Linked DNA regions of Mus musculus: region 2 is linked to region 1. A link is a contact called in public Hi-C data. All regions are on one chromosome and are shown on one strand. Each heading gives the region's core, a stretch centred on a gene start, on an enhancer-like site or on the middle of the called end of the contact. The rest is flanking DNA. Distances are from core to core; before and after follow the strand shown.

Region 1 (3,706 bases), core at 576-3,075:
GGGATTATTCGTTGCTCTTAGGGAAAGACCCTGAAGGCTGTCTAGGAGTAGAGACTATATTATAACAGACATGATGATGCTTTCTGGTCAGGGACCACAAAGGTGTGTGCAGAGAGGAGTGTGAAGGAGCTACCTGGAGCTGCAGAGGTCACAGGGCTGAGGGGCTTACAACAGACGGTTGCCCAGACCCTCCCCAATTCAGACATTCTGTGCCAGGTTGACAGCTGGCCCTAACAGGTGGGCACCCAGTAGGTGCTCAAATACATGTTTACTGAGTCCATTAATAAGGACACTCTAAATCAGCTACAAACCATTCTCTGGACACCTTTTTGGAGAAAAAAACCCACTAAAATCTGTGTCCTTATCTATACCCCCAGGTGGCTGTACCTGCCTGACAAGAGAACTTTGCTGAGGTGAGCTGGGCTAGACCCTGCTGCCTAAGAAGGCCAGGTGCTAAAAAAGTCTCCTTCAAAAAAAAAAAAAAAAAAAGAATTGAAATTCACTTCTGCTTTTCACAGAGCCTCCCGGGCGTGGCCTACCAAGGGACCCTGAGTTCCAGGTGTTACCCTCTCCCTCTGCTACTGTGGTCCTACCAGGGTACCAGGGTACACTTCCACTTTGGAGCACTGACAGGATCTAGAAGGCTGTTACTTCCCTCAAAGAGAACTCAAGCCCTGACAGGGAGGTGGGGGTGAGGGGACACAACATAGAATGAAGTCATTCCTTACATGAAGAAGGGAGGGGTCTTTTTTTTTTTTTTTAGAGAAAATGACAAGCCCAAGATTATAGGGGAGGGGGTTTCTGCCACATGGTTCTGGGCAAATGTATCAGTTATGCATTACCTCACATCCAAGACGACCCCACCCACACCTCCCAGGCCCTTTCAAACAATGAGACACCCCCACCCCACCCAGCAGCTGAATGACTCCTTAGACCAGAATCACACCCGGAGAGGCTGTAGCAAATCCCTGATTCCAGTGCTAAGTAGGTGGGTCAAGGGGCAGAGGCCCAACAGGTCCCTTGTAGAGCTAATGGACAAGAGGACCTTTAGGTGCAGAAAGACAAAGGCTACAGCAATCAAGAGCCGCGGTCTTCCATGTGGGCTGGGGAATGTGGTCAGGGCACACTGCCTTGAACTCTGAACTCAAGGGCCTCCCAAAATCTCACGCCCACACTCCCTGCAGCAGCAGTGGGGCCCCCAGATCTTCCAGGAGAAGGAAGAAGAGTTAAGGAACCACGAAGAGGAAGAAGGAGCTGGGACAGATATCCTGGCGGTCAGAGGAAGATAGGGACGCGGAGACACAAGGATCGGGGTTCTGTGGTACCAAAAAGACACTGAGACTTGGGGTCCCGAAAGACAGAGCCCAGGGCGGTGGGGATGCACGGAGGGCAAGGAGCACAGGGGGACTAGCGGAGGTGGACTCGCGCGGACACTCACGCGCGCGCCCGTCCCCGTCACTCACCCAGGCCGCAGACCTCACGGCGCAGGCTAAGGCGTCCGCGCTCCTCGGCTATGGCGCGCAGCATGTGCTGCAACGAGCGCTCCTCCGCTTCGCTGCTGTCCACGGACTCCCGGGAGGCGGCCGGCCCAGCCCGGAGCCCCGCGGGCGCGGACGCCGAGGCACAGGCCCTGCCCGGCGGCCGCGCGGAGGCCATGCCGGGCCCCGGCTCATCGCCCGCGCCGCGCCCGCGGGGGCCACCGACACGCCCCGCCGCCCGTGCCCCGCTGCCGCCCGCCGCGAGCACCAGTGAAGCCACAATCCGCTTTTGTGTGCGTCGCCGCCGCCGCCGTCGCCACCGCCGACCTCGGAGCACAGCGGAGCACTGCGATCCTCAGCTCCGCCACCGCCCGCCCGCGCGCGCTCGACACCGCCCAGGCCCCACCCCCGACGCGGGCCCGCCCCCAAACCCGCCCTTTCCCCGCCCCCGACACGCAAAGGCCCTGCCTCATACTCCTAAAACTCCGCCCAGATCTCTGGGCAAGGCGGTGAGTCGTCCCTGGTCCTGGCCCCGCCTACTTCCTTGCGACCAGCTGCTGCCAACTTCAAAAGCCCATCGCGTCCTCGCTCCAACCTGTCGCGTGACGTTCTCGTCATCTCATTCCCACACCTTCCTTGGCCTGCTGACCTTCCCTGCTGCCCGTGTTCCCCAACCCTGAGTCCACTTTCTCCCGCCCCCCGCCCCCCCTCCAGTAGAGTCACGCCTCTGAGCCGCCCCCTCTGCGCCTCACTGATTTTGCGCTTTGTCACCGCCCTGTGCATTCCCTGAAGCCTCCAGCACACCAGCTCTGCTTATTTCTGTCTGAACCTTCCAAGTAGGTTCTGCTAAAAACTTGCTTCACAAAACTCAACAAGAAGTTACCACCTCCTTTCGGAGGTCTCCTGGGACGCCTCAGTTTCCTCTGCTGAACACTTAGGAAAAGGGGTCAGAGAGTTGCTTCCTGTCTTAGCTCCTGTGCTGACTAGAGGCCAGAGGTGGATCAGATCAGCTTGCATGTGATCCTAATTAAAGGCCAAGGTCCAGCTGGGCATCCATCCCTGTGCTAAAAGAGGAAGATGCAGGGAGCAGCCGCCAGAAGCCACGTTCTGAACTCACTCGGTGGTCCTTTCCCAGGACCAGGGTAGGTGACCATGCACTGCTGGTCTCAGCCAGTTACATTTCCAGTGTCAAATTCTCACAATCATGCTAAGCATAAAGTTCTGTCTGCCCCGACTCTTCTTCACCCTGTCTGGGATACCCTTCTCCTAGTCTCCTGTCTCCTTTGGATCCCAGTGTCCTCCAATACATTTCCTCAAAAACAAACAAACTATATCTTGCCTGCCTCCTGTTCTATTATTCCTAGGCACAGCATCCTTACCACTCCCCTGACATCACACTGCATAGCTGTAGGAGGCGTCTCAGAAAACCAGCCCCTTTCCCTTGGGCTTCCCAGTCCTCAGAATGGTTTAAGCCTCCCGTCTGTGACATTGCACCATGGCAGCTCTAACTAAGACACTGTGTATTCCTCAGGCCTGGCTTCTGACAACTGTATTCCCAGCGCCCAATAAATGCAGGCTGTGTGATGGAGACTGGAGAGAGGCCTGCTGAGGAAGATTGTCTCTAAGGAAGGTGGGGTGGGACCACAAGGTGTGGAAACCACTCCAGAGCAGGAAATTGGCAGCTTTGGCATACTGTTCAAGCCTTACCTGGGATTTGTACCGCTCCCCTGAGATGCTCAGGGTAGGGCTTGAGTGACTAATTCCATGGTCCCAGAGCAGTGGTTCTCAACCTTCCTGATGCTGGGACCCTTCAATACATTTCCTTGTTTTATGGTGAGCCCCAACCATAACTTACTTTTGTAGCCACTTCATATCTAATTTTACTAGTTATAAATCATAATATAAATATCTGTGTTTTCCAGTGGTCTAGGGTGACCCCCATGAAAGGATCATTGAACCCCACAATGGGAGCTGAAATGACACACAGGTTGAAAACCATAGTCCTAGAGTCAGGCACAGGAGGGACTCTGTAAAAAGGTACGTATCTCGGAAATTACTGGCCTTTGTCTCCTCTCCCCTGGGCCTGTGGCCCCATCTATTAATGAGGACCCGGTGTGAAAATTGAGGTGACAAGCTGTGAGTCTGGAGAACTGAAGTTTGGCTGTGAGAACGAGGGAAGGGACCAGCCCTCAGACAGCATATGTGAGGTCTTAGACTGGCAGTGGTAC
Region 2 (4,063 bases), core at 798-3,297, 260 kb after region 1:
GGTTTCTGGGATGTTTCCTTCCCTCTATTTCCCTCCCCTCCTCTCCCCTCCTCTCCCCTCCTCTCCTCTCCCCTCCCCTCCTCTCCCCCCTCCCCTCCTCTCTCTTCCCCTCCCCTCTTCCCCCTCCTCCCTTTCCCCCTCCTCTCCTCTCCTTCCCTGTCTTCCCCCTTCTCCCCTCCCTCTCCTCTCTTCTCCTTTCCTCTTCCATTTTCTCCCCCCTCCCCTCTTCCCCTCTCCCTCTTTTCTCTCCCTCTTCCCCTCCCCTCTTCCCCTTCTACCCCTCCCCTCCCTTCCTTTTTTCTTCTCTCTCTCTCTCTCTCTCTCTCTCTCTCTCTCTCTCTCTCTCTCTCATTTTTCAAGACAGGGTTTCTCCGTGTAGCTCTGGCTGTCCTGGAATTCGCTCTGTAGACCAGGCTGGCCTAGAACTCACAGAGATCTTCCAGCCTCTGGGACTAAAAGCCTCCACCAGCTGATGCTGATCCCTAGGATGTTTCAATAAATTTTGGGGCAGAGAAGGAAACTCAAGGTCCAAGTCTGCCTGTACAGTGACCATTTACAAAGTGTGCTGGCACTGGAGATAGAGCCAAAGTGCCACAGTGAGTGGCGGAGTCACGGCCTTTTGGGAAGTGAGTGGTCTAAAAAGAGCCACCCCAGGCACCTCTTCCAGGGAGGTCTTGGATGCTCTGATGGATGACAGCGTCATCTCTGTCAGGCTCTGGATGTGACAGTCATGGGAGCTGGATCAGGGCATCATGCGTGTCTCACATTCCTTCCCTTCACATTTGCTGTGCTTTTGTGGCAACTCAAGACCTAGTCTTTGGTCGGTAGAGGGCCTCACAGACAAGTGGGAAAGGTGAATTCCATGAGGGAGACTCTAGCACCACCTACTGACCAGATCCATTTAGATTGCTCCCGAAGCAGTATGTATGTGTGTGAGTGTGTGTAATGTGTGTGTCATTGTGTGTCTCTGTGCATGAATGGGTATGGTGTGTGTGTGTGTGTGTGTGGTGTGTGTCTTGTCTCTGTGTGTGAGTGTGTGTGGTGTATGTATTTCCGTGTGTTTGAGTGGGTGCGGTGTATGTATCTTTGTGTCTGAGTGTGTGTGTGTGTCTTTGTGTGTGTGTGTGTGTGTGTGTGTGTGTGTGTGTGTGCTCTAAAGGGAAATAGGCCAACTTTGAAACCCAAACTTACTGCTTGCTGCCCTTGACATCCCAGAGGAACATAGCACATGAACCCCAGCTGCCTGCCTGGCTCTTATGGCCCTCCCTTCTCCCAGTCATCAAAGGCCCTTCCTTGATAGAAAGATCTCTCTGGCATGTAGAGTGCCCCCATTTTACCCAGTCCTCTGGCATCTCCAGGGACGGCTGCCTTTCAGCAGTGCCCATGATGTCCACCTTATTCCCTACTGCCAGCTCTGGACTCTCAGTGACAGGCTCTGTCTTCAGTGGGCATGGTTCTCTCCTGTCACTGGTGTTGTGGATCTTACTTGAAGGACTTCTCTTTTCTTAGAGCCAGAATGTTAACTAGTCAAGTATGTGAGAGGCTTCCTAGCAGCCCTGATAAGCATCCAATAAGACACAAACAGAAACGCTGTGCACAAGAAGTGTCAAATGTGTAGCAAATTCAGGACAAGACATGGAGACTTAAAAAGCCAGAGGAGGGATGTAATGCAAGACCCTGAGAGATTCCGTGACTGGAGAATCCAAACTTGGTCAAAATGGCAGACCTACTTGAGGAGGACTTGGTCAAGTCCAATGGGGCTGGCCATCTTGGCTCTGCTTCTTAAGTTCCTGTCATTCTGCCTTTATCATGTGTTGGGCCTGGTTCAGGACTAGAACTCGAGTCCTGTCATTTTCCTGTCAACACTCTGTCATAAGAATGTACTGTTGTCATCCTGTTGCAGGAAGTTAGAGGCTATAATTAGATGCTACTAAGAGAACTTATTCTCACCTTAGCACAGGAAATCAGTTCCTGTGACAGGAAGTTAGTACACGTCTCCATTCTGTAACAAGAAGTGAGAGCCTGTTACCATCTCTAACACACAAGAAATTAGGACCTGTCTTCATTGATACCACATACAGGAAGTTAGAGTCTGTCACAGGAAGTAAGAACCTGTCTTCATCTCCACCACACAGGAAGTTCGGTGTTGTCTTCATCCTGTCACAGGAAGTTCAGTCTTGTCACAGGATATTAGAACCTGGCATTATCCCCATTTTGAGCCCCACTCTGTCTCTATGGACAGAAGCAGAGAATCGGACCAAGTGTCTAAAGCTGAATCACAGGGCTGGGGAACGGATCTCATCCCTGAGCTTAGACTTGGCATCTTCCTTCACAATGTGGCTCTCTCTGAACCTTTTTCCTCATCTGACAAGGGGCACTCAAGCCGCCATCTTGAACACTGGTTGTGATGACGCCAATGAATGTATGGGGGATTAGCCCCACATGCAAGTACGTGGTAACAGCCGTGATGATTTCTGGGTAATCCCTGAGATCCACCCAGGAGTTCTTCATGGCCTTGGCCACTATCTGGGTGAGGCCCTTGCTGAGTGTGCCCAGGGTAGCTAGCTCTCTGCCTTGAGAAGGGGACACATCTCCCCCTGGCTTGACCCTGGTCACCAGTACCCCTAGAGGGTGTTGCTGTACCTGAGTCTGCGGCCTGGAGGTCTACAACGCCTCCCCCAGGTGAGTGAGGGTTTTCTTTGTGCTGGCTGCATCAGTCAGAGGGGTGGCAGGAGGCCCCACCCAGTGAACAGGAGGCCCCGCCTAGTGAGCCGTGCTTGCCCACACTCTGTTGTTTCTCTGCTTGCCGAGGTGGCGCTAACCCTCTTCCTGTCTCTCTGTCCACTTGTCTTTCAGCCGCTGTGAGCGCTTGCCTTGCCATGAGAACCAGGAGTGCCCCAGGCTGCCTCTGAGAATAACCTACTACCACCTCTCTTTTCCCACCAACATCCAAGTGCCAGCGGTGGTTTTCCGCATGGGCCCTTCCAGTGCTGTCCCTGGGGACAGCATGCAGCTGGCCATCACCGCTGGCAATGAGGAGGGCTTTTTCACCACTCGAAAGGTGAGCCACCACAGTGGGGTGGTGGCCCTCACCAAACCCATCCCTGAGCCCAGGGACTTGCTCCTGACCGTCAAGATGGATCTTTATCGCCACGGCACAGTCAGCTCCTTTGTGGCCAAGCTTTTCATCTTTGTGTCTGCAGAGCTCTGAGTGCTTGCTTGAGCCCTGGGCACTCCCTCTTGTTGCTTTCCCACCCTTGGGGTTCTAATAAACTCTCAGCAGCCATCCCAAGAGCATGCCTCTTGTACCTTGGTTTTATTTGGCGTGGACAGGGGCCTCTCTGCTTTCTCTCTACCCGGGGTTAAGCTGAGCCCCTACCAGAATTGGTTTCCCTACCGTGTGACTGGGGAATAACTTTTGTATGGTCTAGGTACCTGAGAATCACAGCAACAGAGTTCATCATTGCATTATCAGACAGCCAAAGCAAGAGGAGAATGAGGCTAGGCTGGGTCTATACCTGTGAACGATCTCTTCCTGTTGTATAAACTCTAAAGAGTAGTTGTGACGGCTGAGAAGGAGCCTCCTTCTCAGAGATGCCCTAGTTCTGCCTCCTTCATTTTTCCAATATAGAAACACTCCCCAACACCCCCAAGAAAGGGAAGGACTTGGCTCTAATGGCTCAGCTTGTTGTAGCCAAGCTAATCTGGGGTAATAGGCCTTCTAGCCCCTGGGGATCACATGTAGGATCATCAGAGCTGTTCTGGGCAAACACTGAACGCTGTTGATCTTTGATAAAGTGCTTGACTAAAGAAACTCATTTGCCTCTACTGGTCCACCCCACCCCCCAATACTTTGCCAAGAAGAAGCACTGTTGTGGTGCTTGCTGGAACCATAACCTGTCTAACATATGTCGTATATACTTCCGGTGTGTATTGTCTTTGTGGATACTCAGAGAGAGTGTGATTTGCCCAAGATCACAGAGGTGGTCTGTGTACCCTAGCTCGACAGCTCTGCCTAGTCCATTCTGTCACAGTCCCTCCGCTGTGAACCCTGAGCCTCTTG

Evidence for each region. Hi-C and Micro-C count contacts between places; a contact is called where the count stands out from the background.
Region 2: a contact with region 1 is called in a Hi-C map of CD8 T cells, with 3 times the contacts expected there. The contact joins the enhancer-like site here to the promoter of 5031439G07Rik in region 1. A contact is called at or near these places in 4 of 39 promoter capture datasets (the 3T3-L1 cell line, embryonic stem cells, liver and 1 more), 6 of 484 Hi-C or Micro-C datasets (CD4 T cells, CD8 T cells, adipose-derived mesenchymal stem cells and 3 more), 3 of 115 datasets of contacts at active chromatin or transcription factors (embryonic forebrain, embryonic stem cells and forebrain) and 1 of 9 other capture datasets (pancreatic islet).

The regions. Positions count from the first base shown.
Region 1 is chr15:84,986,146-84,989,851 of GRCm38.p6, forward strand. It overlaps 5031439G07Rik (RIKEN cDNA 5031439G07 gene), which reads right to left and starts at 1,826. Exons shown (of 10, transcript NM_001033273.3): 1 at 1,464-1,826. The coding sequence starts at 1,527. Gm39558 (a long non-coding RNA gene) reads left to right here and starts at 1,890. Exons shown (of 4, transcript XR_875533.1): 1 at 1,890-1,987; 2 at 3,010-3,311; 3 at 3,401-3,515.
Region 2 is chr15:85,248,589-85,252,651 of GRCm38.p6, forward strand. All of the region lies in intron 14 of Fbln1 (fibulin 1), which reads left to right. Among named protein-coding and RNA genes, the nearest start is that of Fbln1, 45 kb to the left of the region's middle. Within about 2 kb of position 2,048, at least 60 of the 459 cell types and tissues checked have an H3K27ac peak or open chromatin away from gene starts, as enhancers often do. A contact at or near this core is called in CD8 T cells, where this site is marked.